2 separate regions of the Hordeum vulgare genome follow, and region 1 is linked to region 2. Evidence: chromatin contacts called from public Hi-C data. All regions are on one chromosome and are shown on one strand. The core of a region is the stretch at or near the end of the contact, and the rest is flanking DNA. Distances in the headings are between cores, read along the strand shown. Region 1 holds the start of LOC123447761 (exosome complex component RRP43). Region 2 holds the start of LOC123447756.

Region 1 (6,805 bases), core at 4,189-6,688, 520 kb before region 2:
TTTGTATTCGTCGAGTGGCTCATCTGAGAAGTTTGCAGGACTAGCAGTGGTTGGTGGAGATACTTTTTCTGCATACTTTTGACATGACTTTGTTGCTTCTTCACCACCCTGAATATAATAGCTCTGTATTTCGGTTGTCCCAAATGATATGCGACACTCTGAACTCTATTTTATTGGTGCTTAGAAATTCTAGTGAGCAAGTTTTACTTGTTGCAACATTGAAATGCAATACTTGCTGATTGGTTGCTTATTGAATTCAGGCTGAGTTCTCCAGTTGTTTAATTTGCAATATGAGATTCACCTAGTATTACGTCCATTAGTCATCAAAAGTTCAGCAAGATATGGCAATGCAGAAAAATTTCGCCTAAATTTAGGCCAAAAGTATAGTTAATGCTTACACTAGATATGCAGTTGATGATTTTGCCTCTACTGTAGTTTGTTGCTTTAGCGGTGGAGTGGTTCCTCAGGTTTATTACGTTACCATGTTGCACCTCCAAGTACATCAGGACTTTTGGTATTATTGTGTATTCCCTCCGTAAAGAAATATAAGTACTTTACTCCGTAAAGAAATGTAAGAGCGTTTAGATCACTACTTTAGTGATCCAAATGCTCTTATATTTCTTTATAGAGGGAGTATTTATTTATTTTGATGTCACTATCATGGCACTTCATTTTATGAACCTTACCATGTGAAGTTATTTGGATACTCACCGTGTTTGCATTTACCTGTACAGGAAACCCAGTTTTTTTTTTAATCTCAAACCAAGACTAGGTTCCTATAACTTCTGAAGAAATGGAAATGGGTGACAAAGCAGTCGGTCTTGTGTTGACCATGACGAGTTTATCCATTTTTACCTACTACACTTTCTGGGTCATAATCTTGGTTAGTAACTTATGGGCATTACATGCTTCATTTCTATATATGTTTCTGCATTAATGTATCGATGGTGATTTTGTTTCTGTTTTCCCACCCAGCCATTTGTTGACGATGATCATTTTGTCCACCAATACTTTCTACCTCAAGAATACGCAATCTTCATCCCTGTGTTTGCCGGCGTCGTGCTACTTTCATTCCTAAGTATATTCATCGGTCTTGTCATGCTGAAGTCAAAGAAAAAGAAGAAGGCTGCTTGATGGATTTCGCGACCCCCCACTCTTCCAGTAGAATTTCTGGTTTCCTTATGGATAGTAGACAGGTTTTGTGGATGATCGTATTTCATTGAATCGCCTTCACTTGTGATCTAAGGATTTCTCATTGCACTTATGTCTTCAATTAGATCTAACTGGCATTTGCATGTTCTTGGTAGTTATTGATCGCAAGGTGTATAACATTCCAAGAATAAACATTGGTCAAATATCAAGTATTGTTACATTTAGTTGGCGCTCAACATGTATCATGCTTCTGTGTAGTTCTCTCTAACGTCTCAAAGCTGAATAGTCAAATTTGCGCAGCAGTAGAACCATGACGGGTAATGGAGGGAATAATTGTATTTATATAGTTATTCACAAATGACACGGGAAAATTCAATGAAAAAAAAAGACGCATGAAAAATAAATACTCCCTCCATGTCAAAATGCAAGCGTTTGAAACAGAGGGAGTATTTCTGAAGCATCGGGAGCTCTACAACCAAAATGAAGGAGATTGACAATCCTCAAGATAACAAAATTAGACTACCAATAAATCAAAATGAAAAACACAAAACCAAAGGTAACCACCTCTGAACAATGGGTGCACACAAATAAATACCAGAAATGAAGTTTAAACTCTGTAAAATAGCTACCAGAAAAATCAGGAAACAAACTCGGAAAAATAATGCGGCTAATATCGTCGAGTCATATGCAGGGTACGGATTGTTACATCTTGCATTCGTCACTAGAAAAATAATCCCACAGTTAAAAGCAACAAAATTTCTATGTCACTACCAGTGGCAGTACAACCACTGAATTAGCACTATTTGCACCGACTTATTCAGCTTGGTCGACTTCCATTGCTTCAATGGAGTCCGTGAGTATTTCCTTCAACTTTTGTCCTCTTTCTTTCGCCAAGCCAATGCACGCCTGCACAAAGAAAAGGTCATTGGCTCTTCCACTACATCCACCACAAACCAATGGTGAAAATATGCCATCCACGACCATGGATATATCAAGGTAGCGTGATACAATAAAATGAACATCAATTAGCTAAAATAGTTGTCTTGGATGCATACTAAATTACTAAGACATCTGGAAATAAACCATATTTCCATTGTTATGTATATATGGGGAAAGGGATCGGAAATCTAACCTTAATAGCTGCCATGGACGTCACTCCACCTCCAGGTTTTTGTATTGACGCTAAGCGGCCGGAAGAATCTAGAACAACTGTCACAGAGGTCTCTATTATCGATTCTTCTTCAGCAGTTGGGTCCGCTAGAATACTATCCTTGTGGAGTGCACATGTGAGAGGAAATGGAATGTCACCAAGAGTAAGCTTCCTTTTTTCTCTGTTTACCAATTCATATTTGGTTTTGCCTTCATTGCCTCCAACAGTAAACACCCTACCATCGTCACCAACAGATACCAGAGGAATTTCCACTGTGAAAGCAGCATAGTATTAATAATGGAAACTAGAGTGTTCAGAGTCGCTCATGAAAAGGAGACATGGAGATACTGCTAGTGCCAAGTCACACAAATGTTCAACTACAGGACAAAACAAGCAGAATCAAGCAGGATACAAAAAGTCCCTTGTAAGAAAGTAACCAAGTAACAGCATCGTTTCCTCTGCCAGGTTTATCACAGAATAAGTGTGTGAACAGCTTTAGGCCAGTGCTCTCAACAAATGAAATGTATTCTCATATTGAGAACCTGGCACAAGCTTAATGCAGTACATACCACTTACAGTAATATACACAGATTCTCTATTCAAACCTGAACTATCAAGGTAAAGAAAATCAAGTTGAGAGATCATTCAGATTCATTCCAAAAGTTCCATGCATAAACCATCAAAGTATTCCGTGTTACAGTGTCAGTTTGGTTGAAAAAATCAAGTCAATCATGAGTCATGCCATTGTACCTTACTCGAGTTAGAAACAAAACTTGGGACTCACACAATATGGTTTAAGCTACCGTATTTTATATGGTTCTCGTTGTTCGGAATTTCAAAAGGTTATATAAACTTCATAACTCAAAAATCAACCCATACAAAGTACAAAAATTGACAATACTATGGTCAGGTCTGGTTAAAATGTGAAGGTGCATACAAATTTTCTCAGTTAACTCCATGAGGCGCTTGAAATATAAAAAAAAGTAGAAAGACAAGATTGAATCACTAACAGTTCATACTTTATTGAGTAACCACCAGCAGAAAACCAATAGTATAGTTTCCAATTATAGGTCAACTGAATAGTGGAAGGATATCAAATTAACTAAGAGAGAGAACAAATTGAACTTACAATGTGTAAATGCAGCCACCACTGAAATCAATGCAGCATCGAAAAGAGATCCATCAGCATTCAAACAATAGACATCCTGTAAAATTGAGGTGTCAAGAAATAAACGGAGCACATATCTATTTGGCATACTTATTACGAACGGGTATCTCAAACTTATGTCTCGTCATTGGGTTTGTACAATGTACAAGCACGCCACATGCTTGCCCAGTGCAGCAATCTAGAGAAACAACATATCTGGTGCTACCATACACGAGGCATGAACACCACATTACACAAGCAACTCTTGTTAAGTAGAGGTAGGAGCTCAAATTAACCACCAACATCAGAACTATATTAAATCCTAACTACATCAGCATAGTAAGAAATAGAAAAAGACAACAGAGTTATCATGCATACGCTCTTATTTTCTTTAATTTCTGCTGTGTTTTATTTATCTTGTTTGTTGCTACGCTAAGCTGATCATACTCCATTGAGGAGCGCTAATGTTAGTGTCGATCCTCAGTGAAATTCAGGGGTGGAGGCCTTCCAAATCTTATTCGACTTAACAATATCACATGAATTTTGTCCTAGTGACTTCTGAAGATGGTTGGTCAGGGAAATGTTTTGGTTCAATGAACACTGACGAGCTCACAATGTCAAAATCGAAGGTGTATTACCAAGTATGCTACCCACGAAGCCTTCCCACTGATCAAACAGAGCTCCTTCAAATTTAGCATCCCAGAGCTACAAAAGAGGATACAATAAAGTAATTTCAGTGTATGCCATATATGAGAAAAGAGAAGTGTTAGAGCACGATAGGTAGAAAATTTGTGTAATCATGTAAATCACCGAACTTACATCTCCAATCTGGGACAGAAAAAAAATCACCTGCATCCCTGAGCAGCAAGCACACTAATGCCTATCCTATAACTTGCATTTGAAACAATCAAATAATCACCGGAATTTTATGCGGCGAAAGAAATGTAAAATCACACCCCTGAGATTTCAATTCACAGAAACAATTTGTGGAAAATATATTTGAAACGACCCATTTACATCAACAATCATATGTCGGACTTCAAGTGATCAGCAGGCTAAAGGAAAAGAGAATCAAATGAATAGATTTCAAACAGTGCTCTTGTAGGTGCGACATACAGTACTTATTTGCTGTGGAAGAACGAACCAACAGAAGTAATCATATCCCACTATCTAAAACTACACCATAACGATTTGCTGAAAGCAGAATACAGTAATACATCCATCCCTTGTGTCAGCGAGGCGAAGATAGACAAGAAATGGCAAGCCACAACAAAAACCTCATGAGGACGTCCTCCAGGGCCTTGGAGATAACCGGCGCAGCCTCCGCTGGCCGTCCTGGTCTTACAAGCGGGGAGCAGATAGGCGGCATGTGGAACTCCACAGCTGTGGAAACAACAGTGAAGTTAGCCAAACCGTTGAGAACTAGAGCACCGGCAGCAGCAGCAGCAGCTAAAGGAAGAGCAAGGCCACACGAACCAACTGATCCTTGGTCCGGGGTCTCGGCGGGGGGCGACATCACCTCGAGCTTGATCGACGCGAGCATGGCCTGGGGCAACGGAAGGCATTTCGTCAAACAGGTGGGGCGCAACGCCAGCCAATACGGCAATGGGAGCCGGATAAAAGGTCGTGGGGTCGAAAGGGGGAGCTTACGGTGTCGCCGAGGCGGACGAGGGCGGACCCGTGCGCGGAGGAGACGGCGCCGAGCGCGACGGTGGTGGGGCGGGCTTCGGCGAGGCGTCGGGCGTCGGGCCGGACGGACTCGCGGAGGTGGCGCTCGAGGAACGCGAGGGGGAAGAGGCGGCGGTACGCCTCGACCTCCATCTCCCCCGCGAGCCCGCCGGGCGCCGTCGCGTCGGTCTCCGCGGCCATTCCCACGGTCGGCGGGTCGCGCCGTGCTCTGTCGGGAGGGAGAGAGAGAGAGGGAGGGAGGGAAGAGCCGCGGGGTTCCTAGGGTTTATGCCGCCCGGCCTCCCTGTAGCTAATCAGCGCCGGCTGCTTCGCGTGGTCAAATGAGCTGTTTAAGAAAGCTGCATTTCGAAGTTTTTCAAATAAAATAAAAATACATTCACGAAAATTTACTCTTACAAAAGATAAATATAAGGCTGTTAATTATGAAAGTTCAAAAAAAAGGCTGTTACTTATGACTTAAACTAGGTTATGTAACTGTTGCAAAAAAATGGGGAACGGTACACGTTCGCTAGATGATTTTTAAAAATTATCCGTCACCTAGCTAGTCGTCGGATGCCAATCTAACGCCCTGCATTCCCGCCGCATGGTCAGTAGTTATTTCCTGAAACGACGCTCGAGTTGTGGAAACTTTCGCTTTGTTGCAAGAAATAAACTTTGGATCCGTTAATTCCTGAAACAACGGTCGAGTTTCAGAAACAAATTGCTTGTTGCAGATTTTTTTTTTCGTCTTTCTGTAACATAGTATTTTTACAGAAGAATTTTTTGCAACAACGCTCGAGTTTCAGGAATTTTTACAACGAAAGTCACGTTGCAGCCGGGATCCATGCTCAACGGAGAGTCGGGCGCGCGAGCAGGGACGCATCTCCAGCGAGGCAGAGAAGCTCCCCGACGGCGGGACTCGCCGGCGTTCGCGCCGCACACCTCCTCGTTCGTCGCACAAGGTGGGGATCCGGCGATCCGGCGAGGTGGGGATCCGGCGAGGGGCTGGATCTCGTCAGCGAGGTGGGGATCCGGCGAGCTGGCGAGGACCGACGGCGGCGGCGGTTCGCCGGACTCCGACAGGCTCGTCCCCGGTAGCAGAGGAACCTGGAATGCTCCAGCTTCAGCCCCCGTTCGTGAAACAACGCTCCAGTTTCTGAAACAACGAACCAGTTTCAAAATCTGGTTCGTGATTGAGGCGAGATCTAATGAACGAGCGGGCGACGGATGGATCAACCGGATCAGCCGGTGGGATGTAATCTTTTCCTTAAAAAAATCAGCAAAATGGTTGCTTAAAAAAGTTTGCAACAAGGCATATGTTACAGAAATAATTCTACTATGTTGCAAAAAAAAAATTAATTATGCAACAATCTGCGTTGCAATTGTGAGGCACACTCTATTTGTCAGACACGAAAAATTTGACGGCTCACGGCTGATCTTTTAAAAGGATCGGTCTAGTATCTACAGAATCAGGGGATTGAACTACACCCAGACATGCGCAGCCCGGACCGAAAAACCCAGGCCAAGCCGGACCGTGCTTTGTGTTCGGCTGGGCTCAGGATTGAAAACTAGGCCCGGTTTGTATTTTGGGATGGACTCAAGCTTGAAAAATTGTCATTTTACACTGAGGCCCAACCCGAAATTGATCTTATTATTCCATTAGGGCCGGATGTTTATTTTTTGGCTGG
Region 2 (6,568 bases), core at 1,129-3,628:
AATTATTTTTATTTAATTATTCTACTTATATTGAATAAATATTATTACAACTATATATATAGTCAAATTATAATAAGTCACACCGTTTCAAAAAATATAATAAGTCATATGTATCTTTAATTTTGATTCTCATGTTATCGTCCCATTTTTTTATCAATGAATTCCCGCAACAACATGTGGGGTATCCTCTAGTTGTATTAAGCTGTTGATTGATCATTCAAAAAAAAAAGTTACAAATGCTATTGGAGGGGGAGAGGACAATTTATGTTTCTAACATTTTATTTGACGGACACCGAGTACAATGTAGACGTACAAATACCCCCTACCCCTGAAGGAACCGTGTCCGACAAATCTCGAGCTAGAAGTCCTAAGTTAGGCATCTAGGAATGATTGCAACAGAGACACATGATTTTATCAAGGTTCGGGCTCTCCGAGGAGATAATACCTAATATCATGCTTCTATTTATTATGTTGGGGGTGTAGTAAGGTATCTATCAAGAGATTGTAATGTGTATTCTACAAGCATGTCCCCTCGGTTTGTATAGGCACAGAGGTTCCTAGAGTTTACATGGATCTTAGTCGGCTACGTATGAGGATGCAGAGTTCTTCACAGACACGTCGTCCTGGAGTATACATCAAGTCTTCGGGGTATTCCTTATAATCGTCATGAGATGCTCGAAGTGGTTCATGACGCAATCGCCATGACAGTCCTCAGCCCGGCCCACCAGACCGAGAATCGTCATGGTGAGAGGCTCCCTAGCCAGGACACTATCAGTAGCCCCTTAACCAGTCTTCAAGTCCGGCCACACCTCGGCTCATCTAAGTTGTTCCTCGTCTTCAAAGCTGGTCTTGAAACTGGTTCAAAGCTAGCTGGTCTTGAAACTGGTTCAACGAAAGCACACCCCCCTCATCCGAGGTGTAGGCAACAAGTTGTATCTGAGACATTCAGCGTGCACTCGTTCTGATGAATATCACACAAATTCGATCGGGCTACACCTCAGAAATATTCCCGCACAACTGGCATGTGGGCGCAATATTCCCACGCTCCCGGGCTGATGGTCGTCTTGTTAGCTCTGACAACACAAACAGATCTTATCCGTGGATCCACCCAACCACGTGGCGTCCTTGCCCCTGATGGACAATGTGACACGCCAACGTGGTTTGGGCCCAACCAAGGTTACGTCCCATCAAGTGGGATCATGTGCATCAAAATGCCTAACAATTAGTCGGTTGCCTCTTCGATCCCCGTGCGTAATTAACCCATAAATATGGGGAAGGAAGATGATTTAATGCCACATGGCAATATTATCCTGCCGTCATTCCATTTCTACCCTGCTTATAAAAAGAGAGGAGAGAGCTGGGGATTTTTTTAAGCTTCCATTCCCCCGGCCATCTTCCTCCTTGCGTCTAGAGCTCTTGCCTCCTCCTAAGTACCTCGCCTAAAGACAACACTTTTAGCATGTAGCCACCTCTGACACCAAGGGCGGAGACGGGAAGCAACACAAGGGAGGGAAAGCAATAGTCGCCGAGAACAAACCCGTGGCGGAGCCCAAAGCTCCTTCCTTGACCAAGGGCAAGTAGAAGCCCTCCACCATGGACCAGGCCGAACTGGACCGACTGGCCGTAGCTGGCTACTTGTCAACATCGGACCGTGCCGTCGCATGCTCTTTGCTTGACAGCAGACGTGGTAGGCGTGTCCAAACACAATATGAGGGTTGCCAGTCAAACCGAGTGTTTGGGCTAAGTTTGGGGCGTCCGGTTGGGTGGCAATTTTGCGATCGGACAGTGACCGCGTAGCCTGCCTGAGCATTTGGGACGGGTATAGGGCTTTCGGTTGTAGATGCTCTAATAATATCATTGAAGCCAAATAATGTACTGATGTACAAGTCATAAACTTAATTATCCCGGGAAAAAGCATGACATGTTCTACACCAAATATAAATTAATTGCATGAGCTGTCGCCATCGTCCAGTAGCTTTATTTCCCATGCGAGGCTGATAGTTTGACTTGGGATGGCACTAACATAAGCAAACTATAATATGTTTAGGATCTGGACAACTGGAGTTGATAGTAGTAATCCGGTGCGCATGTGAATACAAGAGATCTAAACACACTGCATGTCGACTTGTCTGCTCAATGATTCTTGGGAGCGATTGATCCACAAAAATGATTGAGAACTCTAGTGCGCTACGGCACCCCTGTAAGTACATCAAAGGTTATCCTCCTTTCTAAAAGAAAAAACAAAGCACACACCCTCAACATATTTGGTAGTGTACCGGTATGATTTATGACGATTGCTAGAAATATTCTCATTTTTCGATAAAGATGGATTTTATTGAAGGATCAAGTGGATACAAACACAAAGCAAACACCCGGCCTTTGCTAGAAATATTGTCTTGGATGAAACCTTAATGATACCATTACATGAAAACCCAAATTGATATTACAAGAAAATCTGCAACCCCTAGCAGGCAATCCAAGTGCATGTGTATAGATAACATTATTATTAAAACCAAGGCGTTTCGGGTGTGTAGAGAGACCAGGGGACACATAGGCATTTGAGTTTAGAGGTTGTCCAAAAATATAATACTACCCAGCCGGAGCTGGAGCTTCTTATCTCATCATGCCTATCCTTTTCCTTGGCACTGGACGGAGAAGCATCTTTCACACATCAGGATACATGGAATGGAACCTCATTGGCCAAAGTGACTTGGATTCGTTCGGCATGCCTACAAAAGGCCCCACCAGTTGCTGCGCTGTGAAGCTCATGGCAGCCCGGAGAGAATCTTGTATCTCCTTCATCACCTCCCTCTCGACTTGGTGCCTCACCTCACGACATATCTATATCTACCATACACGCCGACCTGCTTGCTCCTTGCTTGCTTGCTTGCATCTCAGCACAAGCAAAGCTCTGGCCTGGTAAACAAACTGTAACTGTAAGAGAGGAAAGCTTCTCTCGGAGAGGCAGAGGGAGTACCTTCTTTGGGAGCGGAATTCAGCGGCTGGAAACCAAGACAGAGGTGGGCACAGCCTTCATCTGATCTCTTCTTCCTTGTCTTGTTTCTTCTTCTTCTTCTTCCATGGAACATGTGTGGCGTGCTTCAGAGCTCAGAGTACGCAGATCCTTGTGTTTTTCTCAAGTGCTCTAGCCTTGTGATATTCTGTATCTTGCGATGAATTTTGTCGGAAGGCCTAGTGGCATGCGCTGGTCTGAAAGGGAATTTGCCAGCTACTTCTTTCTCCGTCTCCCTCGTAGCTCCACCATTTTGCTACCCTGTCAAAGAAAGAGCAGTGTTACGGTTGTTGCCAGAAGCGTAACAGAATGCAGTTCACTTAGTTAGAGAAATACTACTCCCTCCTATCCATACTACTTGTGGCGGCTTTGGTACAACTTTGTACTAAAACTACGACAACTAATATGGATCGGAGGGACTATAAGATTTGACCGTTTGTACTAGGGTGTAAGCTATAAGTTCAACCGGAAAAAAAATAATGAAAATTGGTTTCTTCGCAAAAATGAAATTCAGGCGTTTTTCTTTTCTTCCTGAAGGACATAAGTACATAGGTTGTGATGAAAGCTACCGATTCATGGAACAAGGCACTACCAAGAAATAGTTCAGCGCTGAACATAGATCATATTATTGCCATTTACGCCAGAAATTGCATGCGGTACTCATTGTGATATTCCCATGAAGCAGATTGGAGGTAGTCACACAAAGACTTGCAACTAGCATTTTCCAAGAGATGGACAGAGAGGAGATGAAGATGGTTATCCTGAGGCAAGAACAAACATTCAGACAACAGGTAAGGCAACACACTCGTGTAAGCACTGTTCTAACTATGTGTGCATCTTCCAGTAGAATATGGCACACACCTTCAGAGTACAGCCAAGGATCAGGCATCATCACCAACTTTTCCCTGGGCAATTTCGTGAGTGTGTATGCAGCTCTCCATAGTCGGGGAATTAACCAGAACATGCAACGCCTTAACACATAAGTCAATTTCTCCAATGCATCAACAAATGTGAGCATACCCATGTTTTAAAAGTAATAGGCGTCTTCCCATCCAATATGGTCCTGACAGGTTGGACATAGGTTAAAACTATATATGTAGCCCACTGAGCTCACTAGTCTGAAAGAGGCTATATCCTGATGTCTCTCATTCCCAAAGTATAGTTCAAACCAGCCTCTGTAGCATGCAGTTTGGTGTCTCCTACCTTGCAAACAAGGGAAAGTCTTTGCACAGATTGTGAGTGTGACTTCCTAAGTAATGGTAGGTTGCACCATGCCCTCTCTGCGTCCTATTTTATATCCAGTTGATGGAGGTAAGAGTAGTGATAGGTGTGAGGAAATAGAGTACAAGCAAGTAGTTGAGACATTACAACTAGTTTCTAGGAAGCAGTACTGCATTAGTTGTGCACTTCAATATAGGTGAAAAAGCTTCTGACCAAATCTGCACATCTTTGCTGAACCAGGTTCATGAGATGCACCGAGTTTACCATGTTCAGAAACAGCTGATGAGGGAGACGCAGATAGCTGGGAAGAACCAGGCTCACGCTGAGACGAAACCTAAGCTCGAGATCTGGCGGGACGACAAAGCCGCCAACCGTCAGCAACTCTATAGCTTCTCAAACAACTGCACCCCTGCCTCTGCTGCAGAAAAATGCGACCTTGAGCTCACTCTGGCAACCGGGAGCAGCAGAAGCCACAAGGGAAAGCAAGTCGGCAAGTCTTCAAACTCAGACTCCGGGATGGCGGTGTCATCAACATCGACCGAATCCGATCTGGCTCAGTTCAAGGAGTTTGACGCAAGGGCGGTGAGGTTTCAGACTGAGAGCTGGAGGTTTACCGTTGCCGATGAGACGAATCAGTCTCCTCCTTGGCTGCACCAGCCTGCGATCCTGAGGGTGGCACGGTGACCGCTTTAGCTAGGATTTGGTGTCGTAGATTTCAGAGAATGAAGAAGAGATGTTGTCACATCATAGAGCTAATTTGCTTCAACAATTTGCAATAGACACGAGATGACCGCGTAACAGCCTCCATCTTTCGGAGGCATGTATGTACGTTTAATTTAGTTGTTTAGCAAAACCTCTGAACCAAGAACACATTTGATTCAGAATTTCAGCCACGTTCATAAGCAAGATAAGCATGCCGAAATGTTCGTATGCAAAAAAAACAAATCACTGGACTTTTACGGAATGAATGAAGCTATAACACAACAGAGATTTGGATTGTGTGAATTACCCCATGAATATTTGTAGGCGTTTGCTCAACCAACCCGTGATCCAACTTGCAGCAATAGCAACTACAGTAAGAACAAGATACAGTGAAGCTAAATCAACGGGGGATCAATTGCAAGGCTACAGCGGTGAGGGAGTTTGGCAAATAAATCCGCCCAGTGATAAATTACCTACGCAGTCAACACAGTCGCGCAGCTGCATCAATCACATTATCCCTCGGCAGCAGCAGCAGAACCCAAGAACAGACAACACAATACGCGAAAGAAAAAAGATGGATGGATGGATGGAAGGAGAGCTCACCGTTGCTGTCTGGCGGCAGCAGTCAGCGGCGTGGCTAGAGAAGGTGTGAAACTGGAACGCGTCGACGGCGGCGGGGCTCGCCAGATGGGGCGGAGGACTGCTCTTCCCATCGAGTTTGACCCGGAGCAGGGCCCCGTGGATTCGGCCCAAATTGTGTAGTGGACTGTTCCCGCTCTGCTCGCTCAGCCGAAATAACTGGAACTCGGAAATCCGAGAGCATAGGGCTCCTTCGGTCCTAACGAGCATTCCCACGCGCCCTTATTTGATGTGTTCTTAGCCGGCGTCACGTGTCGTACGTGAGCGTTTTATTTTAATTTCGTTTTTTCTTTTTTTGCACGTGTTTTTTTTTTGCTTTTTCTGGTGTTTCGATTTTTCACCAGCCTTTCTTTTTTCTTTTTAACAAAAAAAAGTTTTAAAAATTTTATACGTTTTCTGTTTTTTTCGTGAGAAACACGGTTATATTTTCGTGGGAGGTACGGTTTTGCCTTTTACAAAAGACACGGTCGTGTGTTCTGAAAACAAAGAAAAACGCGTTTTATGTGGGGTGTTTTTTTTGCGAGAGACACAGTTTTTGCTTCCGCGAAAGGCACGGTTTTGCCTTTGCGAGAGCCACAGCCGTGCCTCTCGAAAAGAGAAAAAAACGTGTTTTTTGTTTTTTTGCGAGAGGTACGATTTTGCTTTCGCGAGAGCCACAACTTTGCCTTTCAGAGAGCCACGCCCGTGCCTCTCCAAAAGGGGAAAACACGTTTTTTCCGCGAGAGGCATAGTTTTACTTTCGTGAGAGCCACGGAAAGGAAAAAGCTCAAAAAACGTGTTTTCTGTTTTTATTTCCTATCACGAGAGACGCGGTTTTTTGTCTGGTTTTTTCATGAAAAAAGTTATTAAAACATATCAACATGGGATCTAATTTTAAATATTTCAACGTGAGAAATCCAACGGTGAAATCGGTTCGAGATTTGGACGCATGGTTTAGAAGATAAAACATTTTGAAAATACGAATCAACGAAAAAAGGAAAAACTCTCAGGTTG

The links. A called contact is a pair of places that touch in the nucleus more often than the background predicts.
Region 1: a contact with region 2 is called in a Hi-C map of leaf, with 2.9 times the contacts expected there. The contact joins the promoter of LOC123447761 here to the promoter of LOC123447756 in region 2. A contact is called at or near these places in 2 of 6 Hi-C or Micro-C datasets (both in leaf) and 1 of 1 datasets of contacts at active chromatin or transcription factors (embryo).

The regions. Positions count from the first base shown.
Region 1 is chr4H:37,259,257-37,266,061 of MorexV3_pseudomolecules_assembly, reverse strand. LOC123447761 (exosome complex component RRP43) reads right to left here and starts at 5,438. Exons shown (of 7, transcript XM_045124414.1): 1 at 5,100-5,438; 2 at 4,926-4,995; 3 at 4,727-4,832; 4 at 4,088-4,154; 5 at 3,432-3,507; 6 at 2,285-2,574; 7 at 1,745-2,058. The coding sequence starts at 5,318. The coding sequence ends at 1,966. LOC123447763 (dolichol-phosphate mannose synthase subunit 2) reads left to right here. Exons shown (of 3, transcript XM_045124415.1): 2 at 735-883; 3 at 976-1,376. The coding sequence starts at 794. The coding sequence ends at 1,134.
Region 2 is chr4H:36,737,090-36,743,657 of MorexV3_pseudomolecules_assembly, reverse strand. LOC123447756 reads left to right here and starts at 2,378. Exons shown (of 3, transcript XM_045124409.1): 1 at 2,378-3,020; 2 at 3,699-3,804; 3 at 4,475-5,019. The coding sequence starts at 3,745. The coding sequence ends at 4,918. It overlaps LOC123447757 (a long non-coding RNA gene), which reads right to left and starts at 5,766. Exons shown (of 3, transcript XR_006631533.1): 1 at 5,540-5,766; 2 at 5,244-5,304; 3 at 3,027-3,274.